Linked DNA regions of Mus musculus: all the other regions are linked to region 1. The links are chromatin contacts, called in public ChIA-PET and promoter capture Hi-C maps. All regions are on one chromosome and are shown on one strand. The core of a region is the stretch at or near the end of the contact, and the rest is flanking DNA. Distances in the headings are between cores, read along the strand shown. Region 1 holds the start of Rfc2 (replication factor C (activator 1) 2). Region 2 overlaps Gtf2i (general transcription factor II I). Region 3 has its middle 11 kb from the start of Tmem270.

The links. Promoter capture Hi-C pulls out the DNA fragments that hold promoters and counts their contacts. ChIA-PET counts read pairs in DNA pulled down with a chosen protein or histone mark.
Region 2: a contact with region 1 is called in an RNA polymerase II ChIA-PET map of memory CD8 T cells, with 88 read pairs. The contact joins the enhancer-like site here to the promoter of Rfc2 in region 1. A contact is called at or near these places in 4 of 39 promoter capture datasets (the SN4741 cell line, embryonic stem cells and liver), 1 of 484 Hi-C or Micro-C datasets (embryonic stem cells), 2 of 115 datasets of contacts at active chromatin or transcription factors (embryonic stem cells and memory CD8 T cells) and 3 of 9 other capture datasets (adipose tissue, liver and pancreatic islet).
Region 3: a promoter capture Hi-C map of cranial neural crest shows a contact between it and region 1. The contact joins the enhancer-like site here to the promoter of Rfc2 in region 1. A contact is called at or near these places in 10 of 39 promoter capture datasets (the 3T3-L1 cell line, cranial neural crest, embryonic stem cells and 6 more), 7 of 484 Hi-C or Micro-C datasets (cerebellum, cortical neurons, embryonic stem cells and 3 more), 2 of 115 datasets of contacts at active chromatin or transcription factors (embryonic stem cells and forebrain) and 2 of 9 other capture datasets (adipose tissue and embryonic stem cells).

The regions. Positions count from the first base shown.
Region 1 is chr5:134,581,045-134,584,270 of GRCm38.p6, forward strand. Rfc2 (replication factor C (activator 1) 2) reads left to right here and starts at 1,646. Exons shown (of 11, transcript NM_020022.2): 1 at 1,646-1,842. The coding sequence starts at 1,745.
Region 2 is chr5:134,280,883-134,284,341 of GRCm38.p6, forward strand. It overlaps Gtf2i (general transcription factor II I), which reads right to left. Exons shown (of 34, transcript NM_010365.4): 7 at 2,312-2,366; 8 at 1,905-1,948. Among named protein-coding and RNA genes, the nearest start is that of Gtf2i, 32 kb to the right of the region's middle. Within about 2 kb of position 1,834, at least 41 of the 459 cell types and tissues checked have an H3K27ac peak or open chromatin away from gene starts, as enhancers often do. A contact at or near this core is called in memory CD8 T cells, where this site is marked.
Region 3 is chr5:134,894,059-134,897,464 of GRCm38.p6, forward strand. No RefSeq gene overlaps it. Among named protein-coding and RNA genes, the nearest start is that of Tmem270, 11 kb to the right of the region's middle. Within about 2 kb of position 1,438, at least 18 of the 459 cell types and tissues checked have an H3K27ac peak or open chromatin away from gene starts, as enhancers often do.

The DNA.
Region 1 (3,226 bases), core at 396-2,895:
TTAAAGGTCACCCCACATCCAGGGACATAAAATCCGTCCTCTGTGCCCATCAGTAAAAGTTCTCTCCTTGTTTTCTTATTGCTAAAGAGGGAACACAACAACAAAGCATGACCAGAAGTGGTGGCACAGCCTTTAATTTCAGCATTCCAAGGACAGGGGTGGGGGGATCTCCCCTGGTTCAAGTCCAGCCTGGTTCACACATCCAGGTCAGCCAGGGCTACAGAGACACCTTCTCAACAGCAACAATAACAAAAAGCAAGGAAAGCAATTAAAAAACTGCTAATGTTTAGCCAAAGAGTTCAAATAAAAACCTTTGTGCTTACCAGAGGCACTCCGTGGGATGTGTCTGGGCAGGCAGACTACGAAAATAAGCAGTTTGCTGAGGTTGCTAACGGTAGGGCGAGCCTGCTTGGAAATCACCAGCCTTAAACCTTGAAAATGCCACCTTGGAGAAAACCATTTTTTTTTCCTCGTTGATACTGGTGGAACCCAGGCTTCTGACCCATGCCCTATTATTTCTTTAAGAATCTCATGTACCCCAGGCTGGCATCTGTCTTTCAAGTGCTGAAGCTACAGGTATGTGTCATGTCAGCTTTTTTTGTTGTAGTTGCTTTGTTGAGACAGAGTCTCCCTTTTCTAGTCCCAGAACTCACTCTCCTCCTGCCCGGCTTGTTAGTAGTGTAAGAATGGCAGGTGTGGGACTGGAGAGATGGCTCAGTGGTTAAAAGCACTGACTACTCTTCCAAAGGTCTTGAGTTCAAGTCCCAGCAACAACATGGTGGCTCACAGCCATCCATAATGAGATCTGATGCTCTCTTCTGAGGTGTCTAAAGACAACTACAGTGTACTCACATATGATTAAAAAAAAAAAAAAAAAAAAAAAAAAAAAAGAATGACAGGTGTGTGTTACTTTACCTGGCCAGAAAGTATCTTTAGTTTTGTTATTGTTGTATTTTTTTTGTTTTTTTGTTTAATTTTTGTGATAGCTCTGAAATTTGTGATAGTACATAGCTCTGGCTGGCCTTGAACTTACAAAGATCCATGTGCCTCTGCTCCCAAGTACTGGAATTAAAGACCTGTGCCACCAAACCTGGGCCTAGAAAGCATCTCTTTAAAAATACTTATTTAGCCGGGCGTGGTGGCCCACGCCTTTAATCCCAGTACTTGGGAGGCAGAGGCAGGCGGATTTCTGAGTTCGAAGCCAGCCTGGTCTACAAAGTGAGTTCCAGGACAGCCAGGGCTACACAGAGAAACCCTGTCTCGAAAAACCAAAACCAAAACAAAACAAAAAAAACCTTATTTTAGCCAGGCATTGGTGGCACACACAAGAGATAGAGGCAGGCAGATCTCTGAAATCAAGACCAGCCTGGTCTACACAGTGAGTTTCAGAGCAGTCAAGGGCTACACAGAGAAACCCTGTCTCAAAAAAAATAAAAGTCCATGAAAGTAAAAAGAAATGAAATGATTTTATTTTATCTTATTTAATGTCACAATTAAATAAGATATAATAAAATGTCTCCCCCCCCCCCCCCCCCGCCTCTCAAACGCCAGCTCCTGAGATCACTGCGGCCTCTAGCGGCCAGGGATGGCTACGCGGTGCTCTCTGCGCAGGCGCAGGAAGAGATTCACCGCCTCTATAACGCACTTCCGCTTTCCTCTCGGCGTTGCCCGGAAACCAGGACCCAGACTTCCGTCAAAGCGGCATGGGGCGGGGCCTCGGGTGGCGGGAAGAGCAGCCACCGGAATGGAGGTTCAGGAGAGTGGCTGTGACCCATCCGAGAGTGGGGCGCAGGAGCCCTCGCCTGTCCCCAGCAAGACCGCCGGCCACTACGAGCTGCCGTGGTGAGCCTGCAGCCATAGTAACGCGCGCGTAGACGTGAGGGCGGGCCGAGCTCCAGGAACCCTGGGTTCGACCTGGGTCTAGGGGACAGAGAAGGTGCAGATGTCCCCAGGAGCGCAGATTTCCCCTTTCCTTCTTGAAGCTAGATATTCTGTTTTTCTTTCTTTCTTTTCTTTTCTTTTTCTTTCTTTCTTTCTTTTTTTTTTTGAGATCGTGTCCTGTGTAACCCAAGCTGGACTCGAACTCACTACGTAGCAAAGGATGACTTTGAACGTTGATCCTGGGGTGACAGGGCATGCATTACTTCCGTAAAGCAGTGCTGGGGATGGAACACAGAGCCTCGTGCACGCTAAGCTAGCACTCTACGGACTGAGGCCCATTCACAGCCCTGGGGTTCACTGTGAAGCCCAAGCTGGTCTTGAAGTTTCTGCAGTTCTCCTGCTTCAGCTTCCCAAATACTGGAATGGCAGGTGTAAGCCACCAGGCAAAGGTAGAGATTTTTATTTATGGAAATTGAGGAATATGTGTCTCGAGGTTCATCTAAATGATGCTTAAACGTGACTAATAGGCCCTCATGCAGTGCAATGCTAATGGCTTTTATTTATTTTATGTATATGAGTATACTGTAGCTGTCTTCAGACACACCAGAAGAGGGCATCAGAACCCATCACGGATGGTTGTGAGCCACCACTATGGGAATTGAGCTCAAGGCCTTTGGAAGAGCGGGCAGTGCTCGTCACCGCTGAGCCATCTCTCCAGCCCTGGCCTCATATTTTTTTATTTGTTTAAAAATCTCATCTTAAAAAACTATTAGCTTTAGCCAGGTGGTGGCACACACCTTTGATCCCAGCACTTGGAAGTCAGAGGCAAGTGATTCTCTGAGTTGGAGGCCAGCCAGGGCTACACATAGAAACACTGTTTAACAAAACAAAACTCTGTGTGTGTGTGTGTTTCACTTTTGTTACGGTAGGTCTCACCACCCTAAGCTAGCTGCAGACTTTCTGTATAGTCGAGAATGACGAATTCTGACCCCACTGTGTCTTCTGCCTATGGACAGGGGCTGCAGGTGAATTTTGAGCTTTTAGTTTTTGCATGGAACTTGCTGCCAGACCACATGCTAGCATGGAGCTACCCCAGCACTAGTTTTTCTTTATCAAAAGTAAGGTTTCTGACAGCAGACCACAGAGAGGTTCCTCGGTTCACTGAACTATCTCTCCAGAGCAATGGTTCTCAACTTCCCTAATGCTGTGACCCTTTCATACAGTGCCTCATGTTGGGGTGCCCCCCCAACTATAAAATTTTTATTGCTACTTCATAGCTGCAATTCTGCTGCTGTTATGTTATATGATGTCAATATCTAAGTTTATTGGTGGCCTTATGCATTCC
Region 2 (3,459 bases), core at 584-3,083, 300 kb before region 1:
AACACATGGTGGCTCACAATCATCTGTAATGAGATCTGATGCCCTCTTCTGGTATGTCTGAAGACAGCTACAGTGTACTCATATACAATCAATCAATCAATAGATCTTTTAAAAAACCATACAAACAGTGTTAAACTTTATAGACAGAAGTGTGAGTGTGAGACAATGTTGAACAAAGAGGCCATGAAATGTAAAGAGAGCACAGCAGGGTATCTGGAAGGGTTTAGACAGGGGACAAGGTAGGAAGAAATGATGTAATTACATTATAACCTCAAATATACAAATGTTAAATGAATTAAGGCAGACAAGGTAGCGCACACCTTTAATCCCAGCACTTGCAGAAGAAAAGGCAAGCCAAGGTCAGCCTGGGCTACATAATGTATTCCAGGACAGCAAGGACTATACGGAGAAACCCTGTCACCACGGGAGGGACGGAGGGAGGGACAGAGGGAGAGAGGGAGGGAGGGAAGGAGAGAGGGAGGGAGGGAGGAGGGAGGGAGAGAGGGAGAAAGGAAGGAAAAAAATGATAATTAAAGAGTAAAAAACGTTTTGAAATGGGAGCTGGAGACATGGCTCAGTGGTTAAGAGCACTGACTGCTCTTCCAGAGGTCCCTGAGTTCAATTCCCAGCAACCACATGGTGGCTCACAACCATCTGTAATGGGTTCTGATGCTCTCTTCTGGTGTGTCTGAAGACAGCTACAGAGTACTTATATCCATAAAATAAATAAATAAATATTTTTTTTAAAAAATGTTTTAAAACCTTTTTTAAAAATCCACAACCTTGAAAATACAGAAACTAAAATTTGTTTAAGATTCAAAGACAATATAAAACCAAGCAGAGGCCATAAGAAACATCTGCAAGACCATATTTCTGACTTATATCCAAAATATAGGCAGAACTTTCAACAATGGAAAAAAAACAAAACAGTAAGCACAGGTTAAGAGAGAAAACAGGATCTGGGAAAGTGGCTCCCTGGGTCAAACACTTGCCACACAGCCTAGAACTGCAGTCTGAACTCCCAGGACCCAAGTGAGGCGGGCCAAGGTGGTGCATGTCTGTAAACCAGCTCTCTACAGCAAGATGGAAGGCAGAGAATTCCTGGGCCCTCGAAGGTCAGACAGCCCAGCTTCTGCAGTAGCCACATGCTCAGACCAGCACATGAGGTTATCTGATGCCAACAGGCACACCATGCCACATATGCATACTCTGCTCCCTCTCTGTCTCTCTCTCTCTCTCTCTCACACACACACACACACACACACACACACACACACACACTGGCAAGTTCATGAAAGAAACGTTCAGCATCATCCCCATGAGGAAACAACAACTGCAACCCCAGCAAGGGAGCTTGAGAGAGCTAGCTCAGTGGTTAACCATCTGCCCCACAATCCTGAGCATCAGAGCTTGTATCTCAGAATTCCCATCACAAGTGAACCAAGCCTGCCATTACCTGCAGCCCAGCTCGGAGGGAAGCAGAAACAAGAGACAGATCAGTGAGCTTTCAAGCTCGAGGCCTGAATTCTGAGAGACCCTGCCTCAAAGGAAGAGTTAGAGTAGAAGACAGTGGATGGCCTCCTCTGGCCTTGGAGCAGGCACAGGCACACAACCTCCTACCCCATTCCCACCCCAACATAGGAATATACCATATATTTACAAACAGGCACATGCACAAAATTAACTGATTATAAAGAAACCCTTAGGGGCCCCTCCTAAGTGAAACTGAGTATAGTCCCGCCTTTAATATGAGCAGTAGCGAGGCTGAGGCAGGAAGCTCGCTCGTCAGAAGCCAGGTCTGCTCAGCACAACATGACTCAATAACTAACCACTCAAACTGTAACCTTCTCAGCTAAGGAGAATGCTTTTTGTTCATAATAGCTTCTAAGAGTACTAGTACATACCAGAATCTTCTGTGGGTTCAGTTTTCACTTTGATGGGGCCACAACTGAAAGGAGGAAGAAATGTGGATCATGGGGTGCGTCTGTGAGAACCACCTGCACAGCTGTCAACAGCTTCCCCGACATCCAGCCTCGACTACCCAGGGCTCTGTGCACAGCTGCAGAGCTGAAGCCCACACTCCCGTGCCCATCACGCCTGTGCCTCCAGCTCTTAGGAGGCTGGGGCACAAGTGTCCCAAAATGAGGCTAGCCTCGGCTATTACAAAGTGAGAATATTTCTAAAACAAAACCAAAATTGACACTTTTGCAGCCAAGTGCTGCACCCTGCACTTCTGGATGTGGCCCTCAGCCTTCTGCTTTTAGTAACTCTGGGGCAGGGTCACAACAGTATGGGGGGGACGATGGCTTACCTTCCACTAGGAGACAGCATGGACCTCTCAGCCTCGGCCGCCAGCACTCGACCACCTACAAAGCAAAGGGCATTCAGGTTCAATGACATTTGTTGGTATTCTTGTCGGTTTGCTTGTCTGTTTTTCTGGTTTTTGGATTTTGACACAGGGTTTCTCTGTGTAGCCCTGGCTGTCCGTCAATTCCACATTCTCTCATCCCACAGTGTCAGGATTCTAGGGCTCATGATACCATGCCCTGGCTTGTGGGGGATTCAGGGTGAGGTTGGGGGACCCGGAGAAGAAACATCTCGGGATGAGCAAGCATAAACAGTCCTGAACTCAGTCATCCAGTTTTCATTTCACAGAAAAAGCTTATTTCTGCCAGTAAGCTGGCAACAGAAATAAAGCATTTGAGTGGCATAAGGTAAGAAGCGGATGTAAATATGACCCCTATTCAAGGTCAGTAGCTATGCCTCGTGTGGGGGTTCTGTTAGATATGATAGAAATGTTCTCAAGTAGATAATCAACAGTTGCCCAATCTGTGGTACATTTGAAACTGGTGAATTATACTGCAATTAAAAGAACTGTCTTACCTGACCTGGAGGTATATAGGGAATCCAGGCATTAAGGATACTGAGACAGTTCAAGGCCAGTCTTGACTACACGGCAAAACCCTGTCTCACCTTTGCATAGCCTAGCATGTGCAAGGCCCCTGGCTTGTATCACCGGCACTGTGGAGGGGTGCCGTTGAGGTTAAACCTGTAACCAATCTACACAGCCCTTTACTTAAGAGCCAAGAATCTATACAGCCCAAATGTCCCTCACCACAAAAATGAGCAAACGTGTCTGGGTTACATCTAGATCGCAACCTGGACTCAAGCAGCCTGTGTGGAGCACAGCGGGGAAGAGCGGGAGGCCTGCCCTGAGTCTGGTCTATAGCGAAAGGCCCAGGCCACCCAGGCAGCAAGACCCTGCAGCTGGTCTTTGATTCGTTGTGGGTTCTTTTTTTCTCCCACCCTTCCCCCCCCCCTCCCGCCCCCATGGTTTTACTCCTAACACTAGATAGGAGAGAAAGGATAAAGGGGAGAGAGACCCCTGAACCTAATTTCTTTCCTTTTGTTTCTTCTTTGAGCATGGCAACTAACAAACTATGACCAACATCCCCCACC
Region 3 (3,406 bases), core at 188-2,687, 310 kb after region 1:
TTCAGTGGTGCAGCCACTCTGGTAAATAACCAGGCTCCTGTAAGCAACTTGAATTGAACTCACAGGGTCTCACACACACACACACACACACACACACATAAGAGGTGGGAAAATAGAAGAGGGACCAGTTGGGAATCCGAGGGGGGATCAACAGGAGTAGGTGGGGGCAAGAGACAGTGTTGGGGTGACTTTAATCAAAATGCATTACACATACATATGAAGATGGCCTAATGAAACTCATTACTATGGATTTAATATATGCTAATACAGAACATAACATCTGCCATATTAGTGACAGAGACACATGGATCCATCCCTTCGTGGTAACTTTGGAGTCCCAAGTGCTTTAGCTCTTGATGGTAGCCTGAAGTCTGAAGGGTTAGGGCCTAAGCAAGATGGCTCAGTAGCTAAAGTGGCTTGCTGCCAAGCCAGATGACCTCAGTTTGACCCCCGGGACCCATGTGGTGGAAGGAGAGAACTGACCTCTGCAAGTGATCCTCTGCCCTCCACACGTACACTAAGCATTGCACACACATACATACATACATACATACATACATACATACATACATAAATGTAATTTTAAAAAATAGTTATCAGCTACTGAGCTAAACGTGAGTCAGTTGAGGGGCTGAGGAAGGTGTGGCTTGGTCAGTGGTGTGTTTGCCTAGTATACATGAGGATCGGGAATCAGGCCCAGTTACATAAGGAATTTGAGGCCAGCCTGGGCTACATGAGAAAGACCCTTCTCATTGAAAAAAAAAATCCAGTTGTGCGATGTCAGGAGGTCCCTCACCTCTTGGGTAGTCATCCTTTCCACAGGCTAGCCCAGTTCCCTCTAGTTGTCTTTTTGACCCAGGCTGCCCTCATGTGAGTCGCAGGGTTCTGGGAAGACTACCGGCTCCCTCTAGCCAAGCATGGAAGTTGGTGTAGAGGGCTAGGCTCAGGGTTGTTCCCGTGAGTTGGGCTCCAAGGCAGAGACCCAAGGCAGAGACCCTTGCCTTCCAGTTGGTGGAACCCTGAGAGAGGGCATGCAGACAGGCACTCCAGTGGCCCCAGAGGCTCTTTCAAGACATGCCAACACCCTCCCTAGGGTGGGCTGGTGTAGAGTGGCAGCTGTCACCAATCTGGGACAAGGGACATGTGTACAGAGTATGTTAGGATGAATCTGTTGCCAAGGTAAGCCCATCAGGCAAAACCCAGAGACCAGTGCCTTATAGACAGTCTGGGGAACTCTCTGAATACAGATCCCCTACCACAACCTCAAGCAGACAGAGAAGGGGGGGTGATGGTGGCAGACACGGCTCCTGACCCAGCTGGACACGGGTTCCAGCCGTCCAGATGTGCAGCCAGCATTCCGCTGTGGAGACGGGGCGGAGCAGCAGCCAGGGGCCCAGATGGGCCGTGTTAACCCAGAAACAGCTCTTCACATCCAGATGCTCTGTGTTTAGCCAGCGAGCCAGCTTTGGTCTCCAGATGTGAGCCTGGGCTGGGGGTGGGTGAGGAGTACATCACCCCAGATGTGCACATTGTGAACAAGAATGGCTGCAGGATCCAGCTGCTGCAACAGGGACCTGAAGGCTAGGCTTGAATTTCTCTATTCTATTTAGACTTGGGGGGGGGTCCTTCTAGAACCCCCTAATTACAGAACTCTGATCCCTGGTTCAAGGAAGCTTCAAGATCCACAAATGCTAAGTTGCAGATGTTAACTGAGCCCTGTGATGGAAGTAAGAACTAAGGCTGACCTGCCCAGGGCTATATAAGCCAGAGACCAGCCAAAACTGAGTCCCAGTGGAGAGGAAGGATAAGTTACTCTCAGAGCGCAGGTAACTTAAACTGAGGGTGTATCTCGATTGGCAGAGCGCTTGCCTGGCATGCCTGAAGCACTAGGTTTGATTCCTAGCACTGTCTACATAGCTCATGCTTGTAATCCCAGCATTTGAGAATTGGAAGCAGCAGGATTACAAGTTCAAGGTCATCCTCAGCTACAGAATAAATTCAAGACCAGCTTGTCTCATACACACACACACATACACACACGCACACACACATACACACGCACACACACACTGATTGAATGAAGTAGTGCAGTGGAAGCAGAGAGGCTCCAGAAGGTTTCCAGGAGGGTCTCTAAAAGGAGCCCCAGGGTCACACTGCAGACATAACCAGCAACTCCTGCTAACAGCATAGCCCAGGACCTGAACCTGCCCTGAGCAGGGGGGCAGGGGAGGAAGGCTGCAGCTATACTCTCCAAACAAGCTATATATCCAGAACTGCCCAAGGCTGGGGACTTGGCTCAGTGGGTAAAGTGCCTGTGACCAAGACTGGTGACCAAGTTTGAGAACCAAGGAGCCCACGTGGTATATGGTGAGAACTGACTCCTGAAAGTTGTAGGTTGTCCTCTGACCTCTGCATTTGCGTGTGTCACACACACATACACACAAAATACAGCCAATGAATAAATGTACGCTTGTATGTCTGTGCACCACATGTGTGCCTGCTACCAGGGAACATCAAAAGAGGGTCCCTGATCCCCTGGAACTGGAGTTACAGATGACTGTGAGTTGCCATGTGGTTGCTGAGATTTGAACCCAGATCCTCTAGAAAAGTAGTCAGTGCTCTTAACCTCTGAGCCATCTCTCCAGCCCTTCAACCTCACTTTTCTTTTTAACTTTTAAGAATTGCGCAAGTAGAACCTCCCAACCCTACCAGGCACAGAAATTGGAAAGCAAAGGTAACAAGACAAGAGGGAAACCCCATCCCCTCCTGACTTGGAGGCAGGAAGGCATGGAGGCCATAGGAGGCCGAGGTCAAATGTCAAGCCTATGCAGCCACAATTAACTGAGGCCTGTGGATAGATAGCAGTCCCTAAGTCCTGCTGCGGAACCTCAAAGGGCATACAGGGGGCTCTTTGCAACCTGCTGGGGACACCAGGGTCAGGGGCATCACATGGCTTGGGTGGAGAGTCTAGCCAGGGAGCCTTCAGGCTGAGGCGTGAAGTCCTAACAGGTTGTGTCAGGCCAGAGCTCTGGGGAGGGGGCCGCGCCTCTCTGGCAAGCCCCACCTGGGGCCAAGCCCAGAGCTGGGGCTGGAGAGAGACTGGCGGCTCTGAGCGGAACATGTGGGTCCCAGGGGTAGAGGCAGTCCGCAGCTGAGCCCCCCAACTCCTGCCAAGCCTGGGACAAAGGGGAGAGGTGTGGGAAATGTTCTCCTGGGCCGAGGGTGGGGGACAACCGCAGGTGGAAAGTTACCCAGGCTTGGGTGGGCTTGGGTGGGCTTGGTGGGAAGCTAATCTTCAGAGAGCCCAGCCCCACGCTTACACCAGAATAACTAAGATTTATTCCCTAAATTGGGGGACCTTGGTCACTTCTCCCCCTCTCCAAATCTATTATTCTGCCTGGGGTGT